Linked DNA regions of Neogale vison: region 2 is linked to region 1. The links are chromatin contacts, called in public Hi-C maps. All regions are on one chromosome and are shown on one strand. The core of a region is the stretch at or near the end of the contact, and the rest is flanking DNA. Distances in the headings are between cores, read along the strand shown.

What was found. A called contact is a pair of places that touch in the nucleus more often than the background predicts.
Region 2: a contact with region 1 is called in a Hi-C map of fibroblasts, with 3 times the contacts expected there. The contact joins the promoter of KLF4 here to the enhancer-like site in region 1. A contact is called at or near these places in 2 of 3 Hi-C or Micro-C datasets (fibroblasts and muscle).

The regions. Positions count from the first base shown.
Region 1 is chr9:24,708,894-24,712,437 of ASM_NN_V1, forward strand. No RefSeq gene overlaps it. Among named protein-coding and RNA genes, the nearest start is that of KLF4, 120 kb to the right of the region's middle. Within about 2 kb of position 1,523, the one cell type or tissue checked has open chromatin away from gene starts, as enhancers often do. A contact at or near this core is called in fibroblasts, where this site is marked.
Region 2 is chr9:24,830,724-24,834,267 of ASM_NN_V1, forward strand. It overlaps KLF4 (Krueppel-like factor 4), which reads left to right and starts at 1,901. Exons shown (of 4, transcript XM_044265192.1): 1 at 1,901-2,335; 2 at 2,448-2,568; 3 at 3,227-3,544. The coding sequence starts at 2,331.

The DNA of each region.
Region 1 (3,544 bases), core at 273-2,772:
CGCTGGGATGTGCAGAGCGTAAGGGAACATCGAAGATGGAAAATGTGCCCATGAGAGCTGGAAAGCAGGGCTGTTATCTACCTCTTGGTGGGTGGTATAGCCACAGGTATATTGGATCAGACCAAAAAGTACACTTGGGTCAAATTACTACAGCTTAGAAGCATCAAGAATGGGGGGGGGGGTTAAATCACAAGATTTATGGGAGTGTGGGGAAGAGGCTTGGGTTAAGGAATGCTGTTCTCACCATGAGCCGCGGTAAGGAGAACCCAAGTCTCTGGAAGCAGTCCCATTCCTCCAAAGGTGTACAGACTTGACCTTGATGTGACACTTTTTTCTGCATCTCAGGAAGCCGGGTAGGAAGGGACTGGCCCTCATGGTATAGGGTGACAGAGCAATTAATAAGGCAGATTCTAAAGCTTCTGAAATGCCCCAAACCAAGGACCCAGGTGTTGAATTCATCTGCTCTAAAGATGAGAAAATGGAGAACTCTCTTTTGGTTCCTATTTGGGTAAAGCTGGACATAAATCATTCTTTGAAAAGGTGTCATGGGTGCCTTTGGTTGTAGGGGCTCAAGCTCTTTCCAAACATCACCTCATTAATCCTGGCAAACACCAGAAGAGAAAGCCATAGAGGCTGCACCTTTAGTGTTACTGAACAGATGAGACTTGGCCTCCAACTTCAAGACACAGGAAGGTTCCAAGTGGACCTGGCAAGAGACCCTGTTCACTGGCTTTAGCTACGCTGCCCTGGGACTGGGAAAGCACAGGGGAGAGTAAGGGGAGGGTGGGTGGCATGTGTGCATGTGTTTGTGTGTGTGTGCACACGCTGTGTGTGTCTTTCTTCTTCTTAATGCCTATCATCCCATGAAAAGAAAGTGAGGTCCCAGCAATGGGTTATTCACTGGGTGGCTGAGTGACAATCTACTGGGGAATCTACATTCTGCTCCGAAACTGCCAGATTTTTGCAAGGATTTAATCCCATTTTCTTGGTGAATTTGTCCTTAATAAATGCGCCTGTGTATTCCCAACCTTTGCACATGTTTGTGCCTTATTGCCGCGTATAGGGCTAACCCAGAAAAGGGCGTCCAGGCGAGAACTGAGAAGACAAAGAGCAAACTCGGAGGGCAGGGGACAACCAGTGTCATTTGCCCCTGTGGGGGGTGTGAGGCGTTGAGTCCAGTTTCGTGTTTCAAAGTAAGGGAAAGATTTAAAAGGACCAGGTATGTTAGAAATGCAAGTCATTTGATATGGACTCTCTTTTTCTTTCTAATAGAGAAGGGAGAGGATATAAAAGAGAAAAAGAGAAAGAGAAGGAAGAAGAATAAGAAGGAAGGACAAGGGGAGGAGGGGAGTCAGAGACAGGGAGAGGAAGAGGGGACAGCCAGCACCGGCCAGGCAAGCGCCAGCCTGGAGTCCGGCGAAATCCGGCTTCCTACCCAGAGAGAGCCGAGTGCCTTTCCGCAAGCGGCCGCGGGCTCGGAGCTTTTAAGGGTTTCTAATCCTGGAAGGCTGTCTGACATCACCCCGTTTCTTGTCGGCTGATGTTTCGTACAAGCCTCTCATTTCCTCAGTGTTTTCGGAGCCACCAATTACTGCAACAATCTCATGTTTATGTTTTCTCTCTCCTGCCTCGCTGGCCCTCGGCCTGGAGCCTGTGCTGCTCCCGACGCACGGAGCCCAACGGGGCTGGGTGGGGGGAGCGGGTGGGGGGCCTGGATCGGGCATCGCAGAAAAAGGGAGGGGTCCCCCTTAATTTTTTTTCATTGACTTCAGCACCATGTGATCAGGAAGTCTGGCCTCCCTCCATTTCCCCTCCCGACTAAAGGGAAACATTGTGTAGCAGCCGCCGCGGCCACTGGTGGGATGGCCTTCGCCGCCTGACGTAGGGAGATAAAAATAACCGGCATATTTAAGGCCGGAGCAGGAATCCCGGCGCTCACACGCGGCCTGGTCAGTTCCCGAGGCCGGCTGGCGGCGCGCTCCCGAGCGCACAGGGGCCGGGGCCAGTGCCAGCACCAGCGACCTTGGGCCCCGGGGCCCAGCACCCAGGCCCTCCGAGCCTTGCGGAGCCTCACAGAGGGCCAGGCCAGGCTGGTCGCCGGCGGCCTGGCTGCAGAGCGCCCGCCGGGCCTGGGTTCTGCGTCCTGCCTCGCTGGAGATGGGGAGGAAGTTATGTGTCGGCAGACGGAGGGTGGCCCGGAGCCTGGTGCCAGGCGGGGAGTTAGGCACACACCAAAATGCCACCACAAAAAGCTGCCACCAGCAAGGCCCCCAGTCTCCACACCACTGTACATAGCGGCAAGCACACACTCAAATCTAGTCTCCCCTGTCCATACCCTTTATTCCCTGGAATTAACTGCGCATTGCAAAGATCTGCAAACTGGAAACAAGAATTAGCTCATCAAAGAAAATGGGGGAAAATCCTCGCAAATATCTGGCAATTTCAGAGAGAATATAGATTTCCCAAGGAGCATGCTGCCCAGCCGCCTACAGGTTTCCTCGGAGCTCCTGACCACTGCCACAACCTCTGACCTATGAAGGGACCCAGAACATAGAAAAGGAGGAAGTCTCCCGGTCCCCTGGGTAAGTGCACATCCCTGGTCTCAGGAACACAAACCATGATGAACGGCCCTTTACCCTGGACAGTACTAACTGGTTTCCATTTTCTTGCTCGCTCTTAAACCTCAAACTGCACCACACTGTAGTTCTATTAGTCTAGTTTTACATACAGGGAAACTGAGGCTCACAAAGATGAAATGATTGCCCAAGCCCACACTTGAGCAATGTTCTCTCCACCACATCAGTTGCCTCCCTTGACTGCATTTACATGGCCACGTTGATTTATCATTCTGGAAACCACCTTCCTTCTGTTCCTCCTACTCCCTCAAAATTAATACCAAGCAAAAACAGTGATGGTGAGCTTTCTGCTGACCTGTGAAATCACAATTTTGCCCTTGCTCTGGACCACAAAGAAGTTTTTATTTCCAATTAATAATGGGAAATCTCCGAGCCTTCTGATGTTTAGAGTAACAAGATATTTCAAAATTTCTGGCAGAGCTTTTCACCTAAAAGCCAGATGTGCTGACGAAAAATGAATCAACACTCACCCCTAATTTTTTTGGCATTACAGAGATAACAACAAATAGCTATTTTTCTGGGTTGGAAGAGGCAAAGGACTTCCATTTAGAGAAATTCAGGAATTTAACCACCCATGTGGAGACCCCAGGGTCTGGCATAGTCACGGCTAAATCCCCACCCAGCACAGTGCCTGACATGGAAAATGCTCAACACGTAACTGTCAGAGAGAATGAACAATGGGTGGTGGGAAAGTGAGGGGCAACACTCAGTGGCCCATCCAGGTGACAGGAACTGCTCACGCGTTTAGGGATTATAGAAACATGATGACATTTAGTCTTTACAGCAGTACCAGCCCTCGGAGGTAGGCATCACCAATACCACTGCCTTGCATAGAGGCAAACTACAGCACAGAGAGTTACCCGCCCAAAGTAACACAGTCTAGGGAGTACCAGCATCAGAATTTGAAC
Region 2 (3,544 bases), core at 651-3,150, 120 kb after region 1:
AAAGCAGCGCACACACCCCCCTCCCCGCAGGCCCTGGCCAAAGGATGGAAGTCATATTCAAAGGCGTCCAACTCTCTGGACCTAGAGGGATTCCTGTCGTTGGCAGAGGGGGCACAGTGGATTCACTCGGGATGAGATGCATTCCAAGAATGCTGCTGTGGTCGGCAAGAAGTGGGAAACTAGGGGATAACAAATACTCTGAGGAAACCTAATAGGTACCAGAATCACAGAACTCAAATAACAGGTGACAACGACTTAAAGTACGACGCAACAACTAGAGAGCTCTGTGAGAGTAAGAGAACACTCCGCCCCGTGCTGGGGCTTCGACCCTTTTCCTCCTCCCCTTGTCTTTCCTGGGATCGACAGCGTTTACTGGTGAGGCGGCTCCGTGGAGAGGGCGGGTGGAGCCCGGCTCTGCGCGCCTCAATCCAAACCAAACACTTCCCAAGCCTACGTTTAACAGGCGATACCGAACACCACACTCACGTTCGGGGGGGGGGGGGTCAGTTTGCAGAGATGAGGGCGAAAACATTTCCCGGCTGGAAAATTACTGATCACAAACTAAGGGGACTGTGGGGGTGGGGAGGCAAAGTTATAAGGCTGAAATAACGATCGCCGTTTCCTCTTCTCTTCCCGGTGGGCAGGAACGGCTGCCGCGAGCTCGTTGTGCCCTTTTCGGGAACCGGGGTCCCCCCGCACCGCTCCACTTCTTGGCACGTGGCCACTTTCCAGCTAAGTGCCTCTCGGTGGGCTTGACCGCTCGGAACCTGAGCCAAGGGAGAGAACTCCCCGTCCGACCTTTACCTCGCCGTTTCACCTCTTTATGACTCAGTTTGCCCATCCATAAAGTGGAACGGAGGGTGCGGGCTTGCGCCCTTGAGATCCTCGGGCTGAAAGGTGTCTGCGCCTCACGGCCCCTATGCCTTCTCCACCCCACAATCAGTGTTAAGCCCTTTCACTCCCTTTCTGGCTGCCCGAAATATCAAAGCAATAACTCCGCTTCCCGCTCCAACCTCTTTCCACCCTTTCAGGCCTTTTCTGACTCCCAGTTCCGTCACAGTGCTGGGCACCCACCTTTCCTTGCCTCCCACCCCCATCCCACCCGGCCGGAGAACCTACGAAAAACCCGCGAAGCCAAGCCAAGAGCCCGCACTGGCAATCCGAGACCAGCGCCGGGCTGCTGCGTGCGCAGGGGAGGGACGGAAAGCTGAGTGAGTCACGCGGATAATCGCGCTTTTCTCTCGCGCGCAGAGTGCGCCGCAAGCACGGACCCGAGCGGGGGTGGGGGAGCGGAACCGACCCCTCAACCCCTACCAGACTCCTCCGCCACGGGCTTCAAACCCCCGGAGCGGACCACCGCGACGCAGACTGCCCAGGTCGCAGAGCAACCGGACGTGCGCCCAGTACGCACCGCCCCGCACCGGGACAGCCGCCGCCGCCGGGGCCGCCACCGCCGGCGTCAGCGCGGCTCCTGCTCGCCAGCTGCCGGGCTGGCGTCACGGCTCGGCCGGGCCCCGCCCGCGCCCCTCCCTCCCCCCCGCCCCCACGTGCGCCGAGTTTGTTTATTTAGCTGCCATGGCAACGCGCGGGGGGGCCGTAGGAGGGAGGGGAGAAGAAAGGGAGGGGGCGGGGCCTGGCGGCGGGCCGCAGCGTACAGCGGGTAGGAGGCGGGGTAGGGCGGGAGCCGAGAAGTTAAGTAAGGAGCGCGCGGCGGCCGCCGGCAGTTCCCCGGCCCGAGACAGCGAGCGCGGCTGCGGGCGCGCGGGGAGCAGAGGCGGTGGCGGGCGGCGGCGGCACCGGGAGCCGCCAAGTGCCCCTCCCCGCCCCTCCGGCCCCCCACCCACCCACCCGCCCGCGGCCAGCGCCCATGGCCGCGCGCGCCCAGCGCAGCCCCCCGGACTTCGCACCCCGCGCCGCCGCCCAGTCCGCAGATCCGCGCCGCTGCGGCCAGTCTCACCTGGCGGCGCCGCCCGCCCGCCAACCCGGCCACAGCCCCAGCGCCCACGGCGACAGCCGCGGCGACCGCGACAGTGGTGGAGGACGCTGCTGAGTTGAAGAGAGCGCAGTTCGGCCACCGGACCTATTTACCGCTTTGCGCTTTGCTCATCGTCTGTTTTTACGAGTTTACAACTTTTAAGAACTCTCGTGTACAAAGGAACTTTTCTTAAAAAGGCATCTCCCGTTTATATTTAATCCAAAGAAGGATTTCGGGCAATTTTGGGCTTTTGGTTTTGGCTTGGTTTCTAAGTTTTTTTTTTTTCCTCCTAATTTTGGGGTTTGGGTACCCCCACTGCTTTGAACTCCCGAGGACCTTCTGGGCCCCCACATTAATGAGGTAGGTGCAGCGTGGGGCGCGGAGTTGGGAGTGGTGAAGTCCGGTGGGACGCGTCCGAGCGGCGGTCGAGAGTGGCCCCCTGACTCCTGCCTCTGCCCCGCCCGGCCCGCAGGCAGCCACCTGGCGAGTCTGACATGGCTGTCAGCGACGCACTGCTCCCGTCCTTCTCCACGTTCGCGTCCGGCCCCGCGGGAAGGGAGAAGACACTGCGTCCAGCAGGTGCCCCGAATAACGTGAGTACTGTCCGGAGAGGTCGGCAGCGTCCAGTGGCCTTATGTGGGTGGGGTAGGGACGGGCGGAGCCCAGGGGTCTTCGAGATCCATCCGGCGGAGGGAAGGAGTGGCCCCGCAGTCGTCTTACGATGGTTTCCGTGTCTTTGGCTCGGTTGTACATGCGTGTGGTCCGGACGCTGGGGAGCCGCCGGGGGCGCACACCCGGTCCGCACACGTCTTGTAACTCGCAGGCTGCAAGGCTGGCGCGGGGGCCACCGGGCGGGAGGTGGTTGGGTCCCTGGACACTGGCTGGGCTCGAGTGAGCTTTGCGCGTAGGCGTATCCGTGGCGAGGGCGCATAGGGAGCTCTTCGGTGTCCCAATTCCAGGGGGTGGCTGGAGCGTCCCTGGGATATGGCTGGGGAAGCACCGGAGCTGCCGAGCCGCGGCGCCTGCTCTCACGCAATCGGGCAGACACCGTATTCTCCAAACCGACGCACCGCCTCTCTCCGGCCCGGGGATGGGCGGAGATCGCAGCTCTGGCACCTGGAGCCTGCCGGCGCTTGGTGTCTTTCTGGTCCCGGTGCCTGGGCGGTATAGGCGCGGGCAGGGTCGCCGGTACGTGGTATGGCAGCAGGAGAGCAGTACCGACGGTTTCTCTCCCCCGTCCTATACCCGCAGCGCTGGCGGGAGGAGCTCTCCCACATGAAGCGACTTCCCCCGGTGCTTCCCGGCCGCCCCTACGACCTGGCGGCGGCGACCGTGGCCACCGACCTGGAAAGCGGCGGAGTCGGCGCGGCGTGTGGCGGCACCAATCCTGCTCTCCTACCTCGGAGGGAGACGGAGGAGTTCAACGATCTCTTGGACCTGGACTTTATCCTCTCCAATTCGCTGTCCCATCCGGAGTCGGTGGCCGCCACCGTGTCCTCGTCGGCGTCAGCGTCGTCATCGTCCTCCCCATCGAGCAGCGGTCCTGCCAGCGCGCCCTCCACCTGCAGC